Linked DNA regions of Mus musculus: region 2 is linked to region 1. Evidence: chromatin contacts called from public Hi-C data. All regions are on one chromosome and are shown on one strand. Each heading gives the region's core, a stretch centred on a gene start, on an enhancer-like site or on the middle of the called end of the contact. The rest is flanking DNA. Distances are from core to core; before and after follow the strand shown.

Region 1 (7,328 bases), core at 2,254-4,753:
GCCACTCTGACCAGATCTATTTATCTATCTATCTATCTATCTATCTATCTATCTATCTATCTATCTATCTATCTATCTATCTACCTACCTACCTATTGTATATGCAAGGCATCAGATCCCATTACACATGAATGTGAACCACCATGTGGTTGCTGGGAATTGAACTCAGGAACTTTGGAAGAGAAATCAATGCTCTTAACCTCTGAACCATCAAAGAATGGAATGTCAACTAGAGAAATAATGGATATTTTTCTTTTCTCTTAAGTTTTAAATTCAGAAGGAACAACATTGTCAAGGCTTTGTACTTGTATATGTTGGTTTTGGGTTATTAACTTTTAACAATGAAAAGTTAGAATGTGGAAAGTGACAAGAAACTGGAACAGCTAAGTCCACATGTTCACACAAATGATAATGTAAACTCATTAGATGTGGAGAAATAGGAAGGTAGGTGAGCTACGTTTATTTTTGTTGAGCCATTGCTAATCATAAATTATGACTTTATTTCAAAAATTTTTCCAGTTTCTAAATATATACACCAACCACTGATTAACAGGCTTCTCATTAATTCATTATGGGATCCTGTTGGTGGCATACTTACCCCTGACCCACAGAATCTACCAAGACCCACAGCTTTTGAACTGAGACCATCAAAGACTTCAACATAGTCATAGCCACAGTCAGCTTCTTCTTCTACTTCGAATGTCTGGAAGGACAATTCAAGTCGAGATCCTCGTTCTGACACCAACAACCATTCACAGTCCAGTTGTCCTGGGTAGTTATTATCACCAAACTGAGCATGGGAGTACAGGTCTCTAGGCTTTGACTCTGCTTTCAATCGACCACCACACTCTGCCCAAGGAAAGAAATGAATAAGCTCGGTGAGTCTCCACTGTCCAGCCTCTGTTTCAGCTGAGTCCATCCAACCCCTAACACCTGCTTCCACATCTAGGATTAGGTTTGTGTTTGTGAGTAGAGAATCAGACTGTGTCATATGTATAGGCAGGAATACCACACATAGTCTTTATATCTTAGGAAACTAGCTTAAACATCTAAATATGAGACTATGAGCAATCAAGATTATGTCTGTGATCCTCATTTTCCCAAAGACAAAGTGCATATGATAATGGCACCAATCTTTGTGTGTTTATAAATTGTAATACACAAACAACACCTAGAAAAGTACCTGTCACAAAATTTGCTCAATAGAATTACAGAAGATACACCTAACAATGTTTTTAATTTCAAATCATTCTTTTCAAAATCAAAACTTAGAATTCAGTAAAAAAAAATCTGAAAAATTATCAAAGCATATAAAGCTTATTTATATATTTGCTATATAGAACTTTATATAATATATATAACATTATTATGCATGTACAATAATATTATTTGAGTAGTACTATTATCTTACACAATCAGCAAAAGAATATACAATTTATCACATCATCAGTCCAGGTATAATTGAAGTATTTGCTATAACAAAATTTTAGTCTCAGTTATTTAGGGAAATGCAAGTCAGTTGTGCACACTGCTGTCATCACTCATAGAAAATACATCAAAGAAACAAAGCTGTGAAAATAGAATCTCTTAGCTTATCTAATTCAGGGAAAGGGATGTTTCCCAAAATTTTTAGTAGTTCACTGTAGTCAGAGGCTTCAATTTACTATGCCATAGATCAAATAGAAGCACCAGTAGGCTAAAACAGCCTAACATAAAACCCACTTGTAAGCACAGAGATAAAAAATGAGATGTGAAGAGGTTGGGGGAAAAGTAGATTGTCTACCAACACCTGGGAAGTTTCCAAGCATCTGTGACAATCCTCAGAACTAGGGATTTCAAAGCTAATACCAGGAGATCCCCCCAGAAAAACGTTCTAAGACGTGGGATGCTAAACCACTGTGTATGAAAACACATCATACCAATGTGTGGTAGGTCATAAGATAACCCATAGTGAGGATGACTGGGCAGCAGCAACATTTATGAGGTTTATTTCAACTTGTGCTGTTAAACTATATTGTGCTTGGGGGAGGGGTGTGCTGTTTTATTCACCTTGTTTGTATATGTGTGAAGATGCATGTGTGTACACACTAGATGTTTTTCTCAACCATTCTCTGACGTATTTTTTAAAACAGTATCTTGTACTGAGCCCGGATCTCATCAATTTGGCTGACTTAGCCAGAATATTTGTGTGGTTGGTAGACCTGATATGTTCTCTATCTCCTCAGTACCTAATTAGAGAACTGTGTAGCACAATACCTGATATTTAACCTTCATACTGGGGATCTGAACTAAGGCCTTCATGCTTGGGAGGTAAGCAATTTACTGACTGAGCCATCTCCCCAGCAACCTGGTTGATAATGATTTAAATTAATATTCTGAATCTGAAGCACAGATCTTATATTTAAATGCATGGAATCAATCAACCCTTGGGCTTTGCCCCAGGGCAGCTATTCAATCAGGGAACTTTATACTTCTATCCCCAACAATGCCTTTCTCAGACATTTAGCTAACCCTTTTTCCTCAATATTCTGATATATATAAATAAATACTATTACAGACATTTACCCATCAGACAACACAGTCAAGAAACTATCCCTAAAGCCTGGAATTTTCATCTGATTTGGGGTTGCATTCACCCAGGATCATACATTGGAAGCAAAACACTCTTCTTCCCTAGAGTAACTCTTACACAACTCTCAGAAAATAGTCTTTTCTACCTGCCACAGTCCTTAAAAGTCAGATTACATAGGTCTAAATCCAGGATAGAACAAAGAGCATTGCATGCAAAGCTTGCACCCCACCACCGAGTTACATTCCAGATTCTCCAGTTTCATTTCAAGACCACACACAATGCTCGTGTTAGATGGTCTATATGGAAGATGGATGATCAAACCATACATAAAATTTAATGATACATGACTCATAGATGAAAGCTATCTTAAATAGTTTATTCAGATTATGAGAGTACATGAAAATATTCAGGTGCGTTATTGAAAGCTACAGAAAAAAGAACAATAGCTTTAGACGTGTTTTCTATCCGAAAGGAAATGTATGATTAAGACCTGTAAAACATCACGTGAACAACACATCTTATTTGGGACTCAGTAGTTAAGATAACTGGTTGCTCTTCCAGAAGATCTGAAGTAAATTCTCACCACCTACAAATGGATCACAACCTTCTGTCACTCCAGTTCTAGGACATCTGATGACCTCCTCTGCCTTGCACAAGCACCAGGAATGCTGTGGTACACATATACACATGCAGGCAAAGCAGTTCCCCACAGTGAATTAAGAAGAAAAGAATTGTAGACATACTTCTGATTTCAAGGTAGAATTGTGTGAACGAGTGGATTGAAGTTCCTGATTTTATTCACAGCTGATTCTTAAAGCGTGACATAACCAATAAATGGTTTTCAAGTTTCAAAGCCTGTCAACACTTTAATTACAATGGCTCCATGGGTCAGGAAGAACTGGGTTGAGTGGGTGGCATGAGACATGGGGTATGCTGCTTTGGAATGCCTGATTCACAAGAAGTCATCTGTCATTCCAGTCTTAGAAGGAGAGTTAAGGTAGGAGGGAAATAGAACAGAAAGTGGAAAGACACTTAAAGGCTTATGGATTTAAGCATAACAAGGTTGTTATCTCATGCTTCTGATAAAAGTCATATGGCTTTAGGTTTGAGAACAGAGTAAAATACTACTAAAATCAACTCTTTCATGTCACCAGGTCTACTCATACCTCGATGCCCACAGATCTCTGCTCACACTAATGAATGTAAAAGTAATTGTTCTGATCATTAAAGCCCAAAGAGGAAATTCAGTCCACCCGGTGATAGTTTGTTAATCATTGGAATATTATGCATGTAGTGGTGTAAAACGTGGATGCCCTGAGAGCGATCCATCATAAAGTAATATATATTGTGAGGCATCTCACTGACTTTTGACTTCTCCTGGTTCTTCAAACTCAAACCAAAATAGTATTAGACACTTTCCCAGAAAAGATAAGTTATATAGTCAAAATATAGTCAATAAATGTCTGAATTTAGATATCAAGCCAAAATATATAAAACCAGTCTTGAAGATGTTAGCAATACTACTCTAAATCAATAGCTTAACAGTGCTTCATAAGCCAAAGCCACATCCACATGTCTGAGAAATTGAAAATCGACTCAGGAAGAGAAACTATGTAGTAGATATCATATTAATTTGCAAAGACATATTTGATTGTTTCCTGGTAGTATAAGATTCCAGAAGGCATCTGGTAATTTGACCTATAAGTGCTTTTACTAGTCCATTCTAATTCAATTGACCTCCACGTGAACATCTTTCTCTGTAAAGGACATGATAGCATAGTCTTGGAGTCTTAAATGTCACCGACAAACCATGAAATCTTTAATACTTGAGAAAAATCATGCAGATAGGCAAATCCACAGATTAAATATGTCTTTCTCCTCTCTCCCTTTCCCTCTCTCCCCCTCCTCCTCCCCTCCCTTTCTCCTTCTCTTCCTTCTCTTCCTCCTTCTCCTCCTCCTTCTCTTCCTCCTCCTCCTCCTTCTCCTCCTTCTCTTCCTTCTCTTCCTCCTCTTCCTCCTCCTTCTCCTCCTCCTTCTCCTCTTCCTTCTTCTTCTTTGACATCATAATATCTTACAGAATATACATTTTTGCACATTTTGTTTCTTTCAACTACTGGATTAAATTAAATTGAACTTGCATTTTAACTAACTGTCAGAGAGAAACAAAGTTCTCTTACTCACAACATCCACATCCACTGTATGGATAGCAGCACTTTGTACAAAGCACAAAACAAAACAAACAAACTACATATCAATAACATTGCAATTGGCAGTTTTAAATTCTTTTGGAACCAAAGTTAACATTGTGTATAGAAAAATAAATTCGCTTAGTTAAATTAAGATATATATTGAGGCCACAAACCTATTGCATTTGTTCTAGAAGGAGGTAAGCAATATAAAAGTGTTTTACACATGTGATGAAGTTAACAGATGTGATCCCAGCTTGGATTTTAGTTTACCTTACACTGTGAGCTCTTAACTTATGGGAATTTTCATTGTATTTTTCCCATAAATCCCTGGCTTGTTTTTCCCCAAAGAATACTAACCCATCATACTGTCTGAGCAAATGCCAAAACAAAATTTTGATCGGAAGTTATATAACAACTAAACTTAATAGAAAGAATGTTGTTTAAGGAGATGTATCCAGCAGATGAAATGCAGACTACTTTATGCAAGGTGATATTTTGCAACAGCACAGAAAAATAAATCCACACAGAAAGTTTCAAGATAATTCATTTAAAAGCCAACATAAATAAATAAGTAAATAATAAATAAATAAATAACTGGAAAGGCAAACATGCAAAGAATAGCAGAAATATAAATCAGAAAAAAAACCTAGAGTGAGGAAGCTGGGATCCTAGTGGCTTTTGTCACTGATATTTATGGCACTTTGGTTGATATTTAAGTTTCAGCTTCAGAGTCCTCATATTTAAAGTAACAGAACCAAATGAATAATACCCAATTTCTATGTTTGCTTTAACACTTGATTGAGGTTAGTTACTGTGATACTTGAATAGATAATAACTAAAACAAGCATGCCATTTCATTTATGTAATTTAAACAACAAGTAGTCCTTACCTACTGCTTCAAGGAGTGATGACATTTGTATTCATTTCTGTCTTAATTCTACAGTTTTAAATGGATAGAACGTTCTATAGAGGGATACATTAGGTTTGGAGGTGGTCAAAATTGGAGTAAATCCATGATTACATACTGGGTTGCAAACATTTGCAAATTAATTAGCCATCTACAATTTCAGTTTCTTCATTTGAAAAATGGAGATGATGCAGCTGATCATCAGTTTGAGCGAATTGATGTAAATTGTTTTCATGATGAGCAACAAGTACTAGAGTACAAGAGTAGAAGTCACAAACTATTCTAGAAGGGCCGTGGGCTTTACAGCTGTCAATAACCTCCAGACTATTTGTGTGTGCATGTATGTGTGCGTGTGTATGTGTGTATGCATGTGTGCATGCATATGTGTGAGTGTGTGTTTCATGTGTGTGCGAATTTATATGTGTAGGCATGTGTACGTGTGCAAGTGTATGTGTTCATGTGTGTGCACATGTGTGCGCATGTGTGTGCATGTGTGTGCATGTGTGTGAATGCATGTGAGCATGTGTGTATTCATTTGTGTGTGTGTATGTGTGTGAATATGTGTGTGGATGTGTGTGCGTGTGTGTATGTGTGTGCATGTGTGTGTAGTGTGTGTATTCATTTGTGTGTGGGTGTATGTATGTGAATATGTGTATGTGCTTATGTGTGTGTGCATGCCTGTGTGGGTATGCATGTGTGTATGTGTGTATATGTGCATGTATGTATTTTAAAACCACCAACTTTGGACTATCAGAAAAATTCTGAAGGTGTAATGGGACACCAATTTTTCCACAGCTTAAGTACCTGCCAAATTAACAGGATTTTACCTAAAATGCCAATTGTCTAGAAAATTAATAGGAAATGTCTGTAGTTTAATTTTTCTAAACAACTGTTAAAAGAAATAATCAACTAACATTAATGTTACTAGTCTAATAATTAATAGTTAAATAATAGTATATAGTCTCAGTCTAGTAATAATAGCTACCACAATTCCTACTTTCTCAGAGTTAATTGTAAATCAATTATGCCGTAAAATAAAAACAGAGAGAGAAAAATACTTTCAATAAAATAGTTAACACGTATAGATTTCTAAAAGAAAATTAAAGAAAACCAAAACAATTGTCAAGAAAATATGACAAATATTGTATTAAATTACTTTGCATATGTAGTACATTGTTCTGTATTACGCATTACTCTTACATTGCTCTGTATAATACTTCAGTATGGCCACGAGGTGTCACTATTAGCTCAATCACTTTTACAAATATCTATGATTACCTTTTTCCCCTAAAATCTGAAAGGAAAAGAGAATATTTCTTAACGTATTTTACAGACCATGTGTTTAAACTGGCCCATGGTATAAATAATTTCACCTTACTTATTTTACCTTTACATATTTATAGTTTTCTTAAATAAACTTTTACATAATAGCAAAAAATCAGGATTAGGGAGAAGATCATGTTACATATCAAAATCAAGTTAAGGGAAATAACAATCCATTGAACAAAGAATAAACCCCCAAACCCTTTACAAAATATGTATTAAGACAAAAGCTAGCTTAAAAAAGAGGCAGCCTAGTAGATGAAATAAAGGTTTTTAATAGCAAGGTATAGCTTCCTATCTGTAAAAGGTAACTTGTCTCTGAAACTAGTAATGTTAG
Region 2 (7,328 bases), core at 3,134-5,633, 520 kb after region 1:
ATACCTAGGGATCCATCCCATAATCAGCTTCCATACGCTGACACCATTGCATACACTAGCAAGATTTTGCTGAAAGGACCCTGATATAGCTGTCTCTTGTGAGGCTATTCTTGGGCCTATCAAACACAGAAGTGGATGCTCACAGTCAGCTATTGGGTGGAATACAGGGCCCCCAATGGAGGAGCTAGAGAAAGTACTCAAGGAACTAAAGGGATCTGCAACCCTATAGGTGGAACAACAATATGAACTAACCAGTACCCCCCCGCCCCACAGAGCTCGCTGCATATGTATCAGAAGATGGCCTAGTCGGCCATCAGTGGAAAGAGAGGCCCGTTGGTCTTGCAAACTTTATATGCTTAAGTACAGGGGAACACCAGGGCCAAGAAGTGGGAGGGGGGGGAGAGTAGAGGGAGGGCATGGGGGACTTTTGGGATAGCATTGGAAATGTAAATGAAGAAAATACCTAATTAAAAAAGAAAGAAAGAAAGAAAATCTGTTCAGGAAGATTCCTTCATGAGAAATAGGCCATGCTCCTACACGTGGCACCTAGTTGACAAAGCGATAATTGAGAATCATTAAGTTCCCATGGTCTATTGATCACAGAATAAATTTAATGAAAATACAATTTATGTAGTATCCCATCAGTACAATGTGTGCATGGGCAATAGAAGAAGCTAGGTAGATCAATGTTATTGAAATTTAAATGATCAGTGATTTTAAATCCCAGAGGAAAAGTAAACAATGGGGAAGCCAGATCTCTGTGATCATTCATTAGAATGCCACTCACCAATCTGCATACACTTCCAATTAGCCCTGAAGACTGGGCTATGGCTTTGCAGGGATACCACATACATATCTGGTGACCATGGTTTACAGAAATGTTTTTCTCAATAATGTTCATAATAGCCAAGATCTGGATTAGTCCATCTACATTAAAATAAATATGTCAATCATGTTATATTCATATGCTGGAATTGTTCTTGGTAAATGATTATAAAACTCTATTTAGCAATTTACAGGGAGATAGTTGTTCACCTTTCTAAGGGGTAAGTTCACAAGTTCTCTTCCATAGTAAACTGGGTGGAAAAATGAGTCCCCAATACTGTGGATGCTAGTCAAGCAAGTTTGAAGAGAAAATGGTGATGGACTGAGAAGGCTGTATTTTAATTTTTGTGTGGCTCATATGCATTGTGTGAGGTATAAGTCATGCAATTGGAAAGAAGTAGAGAAAACAAGGGCCTGTAGAAAGGGAGCGAGGGGTAATAGAATACATGTGACATGAGAGTAGGAGGGAAACCACTGGAGAAACGAGGGACACAAGGAAGGGAGAAAGCAACAGGGGAGGAAATGAGAGACAAACATCACCCAAAACACAACGTGTATGCAAGCATGAAGGCACCACACATTCCTTAGACAAGTTTTAAAATTTTTAAAAATGAGCTACAATAACTGAGGGTGAGTGTGTGTGTGTGTGTGTGTGTGTGTGTGTGTGTGTGTGTGTGTATGCATACACTCATGCATGAATCTGCATATATGTTGTGTGTGTGGCTCACACACACACCCTAAAGAAGAAGACATAAACGTCATGAACAGCAAGCATTTGTTGACCATAAATACAGTCACCAAATCCCAACATGCTAAGTAAGAGCCAGAAAGAAGGTAGTTCTGGAACAGCTTTACTAAGCATCTGGAACTCATTTCCCCCAATAAATTGTGTATGACAAAGCTGAAGCAATGCAAAAGGGATTGGATGGAGCTTTCTGTCCATAGACTTCATGTAAAAACCTAGTAGTGACATCTATCCATGAAGACAGTCACAGCAGGACATTCCTAAAACCACATGATCTTGTGTCACTGAGAGCCACCAAATGGATTCTCCAGAATGCCACCTCTTGTCATTTTATCTATACTGGCGGAGATCCCAGTACATGGTGCCGCTCCACACATAGTTGTTCAATGACATCGAATACAGTCTGTATAGCTCCCTCTAAGCCATCATTAATCTTCAGTGTGCTGTGTCATTCATTGCTCTTAGGGAGATGAGAAACTGGAAACCAGAGACCTCTAGCAAACTGAAATCCTTACACTAGTTCTTAAACTCAACAAAAATGTAAAGTGAGGCATCCTCCCCTTACATTTATGAAAACGGAGCTGGGAAAGTTTAGTGGGTAAAAGTGTAAGCAGGGGGACGTGAGTTCAAATCTCTGGAGTTCAGGTATGAAGCCTGGGAGTGCTACACATGCCTGAAACCTCAGCACTAAGGGGTGGACACAGGCAGATCCCAGAAACTGTGCAGCCAACCAGTCTAGTCTGAATGGTGAGTTTCTGGTACAGTGGGAAATCCTGTTATACACCAGAGCACTATACAGAAAGATTCCTAACCTTTGACCTCCAAACACATGTGCACAGTTATGCAACCTCCACACTCCTGTGCACGTACCACACACAATACAACATAACATTCATAATGACACACATAATACACAAGTATATAGAACGAAAATACGTATACAATATGTTAAAAGAAAGAGCACAACACATATACAATACATATACAACATAATACATACTCATAGAACACACACATGCAAAACACCCAAGGAAGAAGATAGGATCGTTACAGTATGTTAATTACTGTTCTATTACTGTGGACACACCAGGGCCAAGACAATTCTTATAAAAGAAAGCATTTAACTGGGGGTTTGCTTACAATTTTAGAGTCTTAGTCTATAATCATCATGGCAGGAAGCAGACAGCCATGGTGTTGGAGCTGTAGCTGGGAGCTATTACATCCTGATCCATTGGCATCAGGCAAAGAAAGAGAGGGGGGAGGAAGAGAGAGGGAGAGAGAGGGGAGAGGGAGAAAGAGAGATGGAGGAGAAGAAAGGGGAGGAAGAGGAGGAGGAAATGAAGGAGGAGGAAGAAATGGAGAAGGAGGAAGAGGGGAGAGAAAGAAAGACTGGGCCTAGCATGGGCTTTTTGAAACCTCAAAGCCTATCTCCAGTGACACACCTACTCCAATCTATTCTCCCCACACAGTTCCATCAGCTGGAACCTAAGCATTTAAATATGTGAGCCTCCATAGGGAGGCCATTTTATTTCAAACCACCACAAAATAATGTTAGAAAAAACTCTAGCAATGTTAACTTACTGTATTAAATGAAAGCATACAAAAGATACTCAATAAAGTCATCATTATAAGTACCTTTAATTTTTATGGAAAAACTTCATTAAACAGAGAATTTAACAGTGCCACATTCTCTCCTCCTTCACTGGATGACTGTGTAATGAAATTCTATTTATCAATCTGTTGAGTTTTCAAATGAGCTGAGACAACCATAACTTGTAGGTCAAGTGCTACCCATCTGTGGAGAAATAAAATGTATGAAAAATAATCCTCTTACTCCTCCATCTTTTGTGTGGAATGACTGAAGAAGGCATCCTTTCTTGGAAGTTGTTCACAATGCATAACTATGATGCCAGGGCTGCCAAAACCTACCAACAACAGGGAAAGCGCAAGCCCTGTAAAACACTGTGACATGATGACTTTAGCAGACCCACATGGAGAAGTCTCAAGGTATTTCTTTCCTTTTCATTCCAGAGATGTTTCTAGCCTTCCCCTGAGCCATGGAGAATGTACCATGCCTTCACCACTTTTCTTCATTGGCCCTCTGGAACCCATTCTTGCAGCTGCAGGGAATAACAAGAACCAAAATGGTCCTGAGGTTCCTTGCTGTCACTTCATATAGTAATCAAAGATTACAGACAAATGAAACCAGAGCCTAAAAATATAAGCTCCTCACAGTGATGTTCAGATCACCCGCTGGGAAGCAGAGTGGGTCTGAGCTCAAAGCTAAACTTTACACCATGGGCAAATTCATGGAATTGTCACAGAAAGGAAGGAAGGGGACTTGAAAAGTAGACAGAAAAGAATGTTTCCTCCCAGTGATTTTTATGGTTCATTTTCTTATTTTGAAAAGTTAAAAACCATACAAAAGTAAAGAACAAGACAATAAATAATGCTGTGCCTCCTGACTCATGCATCAGCTGTTAGCTGTCACTGCTCTAGTTCCATCTCTCTACGTAGAAGAGATGTGCTCTTGTAGAGAAATTTCAATCCAGCAACATGGCTACTCTTGAAAGGGATCACATCCAAAAACCTTCTAGGTCTGTGTGATCAGGGTGGAATGACACACCTTTAATCCCTCTGGCTGGTAATCAAACATGCTCTTAGTACATTCCTTGAATTCCAAACAATGAAGGCGAAGTTCGTTTGTAGAAGGAAGCAGCCATGTTTGAAAGTGACATCTAACTGAAGGACAGACAAAGTCATGAATCAGAGACAAATGAGTCAGAGACAGGATATGTTACTCTCTCAAGAACAGACTGGTGAGACAGTCTACTTTCAGAGCAGCACAGAGTGAGTCAGTCTGGAGAGCCATTCAGTAAGTGCTCTTCAGTTGACTGAACAGGTAATGCAGTGGAATTTCAGTTGAGTGCGGTTCAGTTGAATGCAGTTGAGTTCAGCTGAGTTCAGTTAAATGCAGTTGAGTTCAATGGAGTTCCTGGAGTTCTGTTCAGTTCCACTCAGTTCCATTCCATTTGTGTAGTCAGTGCGGTTCAGTTCATGGAACCCAAAAGCAGTTTTTCCAAGCAGAGAAATTCAGTGAGAAACCAAGAGGAGCCAGTTTGAATCAGTCAGCTCAGAGTGGAGCTTTGAGCCAGAACAGCTGAGTTGCACCACCCAGCTATTCAGAAAGGACTAGAAAAGGTGAGCTTATTCAGCAGTGAGCCTCCTGGATGACAATTACATTTGGTGAATAAAAGTTACCTTTCCATGCTCTGAATAGTTGTGTCTTCCCAAATTGTATGTGATATAATCCTAGAGTTAAAGGTAAGGTATTGGGAAGAGGGCCTTTGATCTTGTCACTCTGTTGTTTACAAACCTTCCATAGCTTCCCAGTACCTCACAGTGTCCAGAGGGCTTACATACTACACTGACTACAAAGATGGACCATGAAGTTACTATAGCTATTAACCCTATTCACAGGATACATTTCAAGACCCATGTTGACACTTGAAAGAGCAAACAGTATAGAATGAACTACACATACGAAGAACGTTCAGTTCTCACTTCGGGGAGCACTCTGAGGCTTCTCTGACAAGCCTGAATTCTGAGCACTATTACTTTCAGTGCATGGAGTTACTACTGAGAATAGCGAGGATTACTTGAATGAAAGTAATGTGATGTGACAAGGCATCAACAGCCGATCGAGTACACTGGAATGACTAATGGAAAGAGTGAATAGAGCATGAATATGTTAGACAGTGGAGTGGGTCACATGCCAGGCAGCACTGAATACAATGACGCAGGATCTCCTTGCCCCACTGAAAAGGGTACACAACTTACAGCTTTTACATTATTTCTAGAACTTTGGACCACATACATAAGGAGGAAGTACTAAGCTTATTAGTCCATGGCCCTGGATGTGCTTCTTAGCATCCTATCACTTCACCTCCTCTACATGCAAATGAAAGCAGCAGTAATACCTATTTTACAAAATGAGCGAATGTGTATATTGCACATGGATTGATGCCCGTATGTACTATCCTGTCTACCTGCTCACTCTGTGGGAAAACACAATATTTCCTTCCACACCATTATTTTTCCATTAATTAATATATTCACATTACATACCAATTGCAGCCCCCCTCCTCCCAGTCACCCCTCACACAGGCCCTCCCCACAAGACCCCTGTGGGTACCAACCCACTCTGGCACATCATGTCCCGGCATGACTAGGCTCATCCTCTCTCACTGAGGCCAGCCAAGACAGCCCAGTTAGGGAACAGGATCCACAGGCAGGCAGCAGAGTCAGGGACAGCCCTCACTCTAGTTGTTGAAGGACCCATATGAAGACCAAGTGGCACATCTCCTACATATGTCCAGGGGGCGTAGGTCCAGTCCACATATGCTCATTAGTTGCTGGTTCAGCCCACAGAGTTATTCTTAGAGAACTATTTGATGAAACTTCTTTGTATGATTCTAAAGGATTTCCACCTTTGCTGTGAACTGATCAGTCTGCTGTATTCCCTCTCTGATTGAAGTTTCTTAAGCCAAACTTGAGCCCCTGTCTTGCTGAATTGGAGTATACTTTCCCCACAGTGCTGTACTTTATGCCTCTCTCCCTCCTCAGCCAATCAGATTCTTCCACCTCAGCTGCCTAGGTCCTCCCACCTCAGCTTCACAGGTCCTCTCACCTCCAGGTCTTCTCACCTCAGCTCCACAGGTCCTCTCACCTCAGCTGCACAGTTCCTCTCACCTCAGTTGCACAGGTCCTCCCTCTTCAACTGCACAGTTTCTCCCACCTCAGCTGCCCAGGTCCTCCCACCTTAGCTTCACAGGTCCTCCCACCTCAGCTTTACAGATCCTCCCACCTCAGCTTCTCAAGTCCTCCCTCCTCAACTGCACAGGTCCTTCCACCTCAGCTGCATATATCCTTCCACTTCAGCTGCATAGGTCCTCCCACCTCAGATCCACAGGTCGTCCCACCTCAGCTGTCCAGATCCTCCCTCCTCAGCTGCACTGGTCCTCCCACCTATTTTAGTCCACCTGAACAGCTCTACTGAACACCATCTAGGTCCTCCCAGGAGAATTTGTTCTGGCCATGACTCCATTCTTTGAGAATTTATTTTCAATTCTATGAAAACACCTAACATTTTGTCTTGTGAAATTCTTTTTATTTTAATTTCTAATTTTATAACACCACTTATTTGGGGGCTGGGAATATAACCCAGTGTGTACAGAGCTTACCTATCATGAAACCATGCAGACAGCATTGCATAAACCACAATGTGGTGGAGCACACCTGTAATCCCAGCACTCAAAAGGTGGAAACAGCAAGACAGGAAAATCAAAGTCATCCTAAGCTGCATTGTCGATTTGAGAACAGCCTTGGCTGGAAGAAGAAGAAAGGGAAAGAGGGTCGCTGAGGAGAGGGAGAGGGAGGGGGAGTGGGGAGGGGAGAGGGAGAGGGAGAAACAGCAAGACAGTGAGACAGAGAGATAATGAAGGGAGGGAGGAAGGGAGGGAGGGAGGGGGGAGGGAGGGAAAGATGGAAGGAAGGAAGGAAGGAAGGAAGGAAGGAAGGAAGGAAGGAAGGAAGGAAGGAAGGAAGGAAGGAAGGAAGGAGAGAAGGAAGGAAGGATGGAAGGAAGGAAGGAAGGAAGGAAGGAAGGAAGGAAGGAAGGAAGGAGAGAAAGAAGGAAGGAAGGAAGGAAGGAAGGAAGGGAGGGAGGGAGGGAGGGAGGGAGGGAGGGAGGGAGGGA

Evidence for each region. Hi-C and Micro-C count contacts between places; a contact is called where the count stands out from the background.
Region 2: a contact with region 1 is called in a Hi-C map of embryonic fibroblasts, with 10 times the contacts expected there. The contact joins two enhancer-like sites. A contact is called at or near these places in 5 of 39 promoter capture datasets (the 3T3-L1 cell line, embryonic stem cells, hippocampal neurons and 1 more), 8 of 15 datasets of contacts at CTCF or cohesin (the NIH/3T3 cell line, embryonic stem cells, hippocampal excitatory neurons and 3 more), 248 of 484 Hi-C or Micro-C datasets (the 3T3-L1 cell line, the 4T1 cell line, the 63-12 cell line and 110 more), 33 of 115 datasets of contacts at active chromatin or transcription factors (the NIH/3T3 cell line, PVALB interneurons, astrocytes and 22 more) and 4 of 9 other capture datasets (adipose tissue, embryonic stem cells, embryonic tail and 1 more).

Annotation. Positions count from the first base shown.
Region 1 is chr8:64,016,883-64,024,210 of GRCm38.p6, forward strand. Tll1 (tolloid-like) reads right to left here. Exons shown (of 21, transcript NM_009390.3): 20 at 599-849. Among named protein-coding and RNA genes, the nearest start is that of Sgo2b, 68 kb to the left of the region's middle. Within about 2 kb of position 3,504, at least 1 of the 459 cell types and tissues checked has an H3K27ac peak or open chromatin away from gene starts, as enhancers often do. A contact at or near this core is called in embryonic fibroblasts, where this site is marked.
Region 2 is chr8:64,538,353-64,545,680 of GRCm38.p6, forward strand. No RefSeq gene overlaps it. Among named protein-coding and RNA genes, the nearest start is that of Mir710, 28 kb to the left of the region's middle. Within about 2 kb of position 4,384, at least 24 of the 459 cell types and tissues checked have an H3K27ac peak or open chromatin away from gene starts, as enhancers often do. A contact at or near this core is called in embryonic fibroblasts, where this site is marked.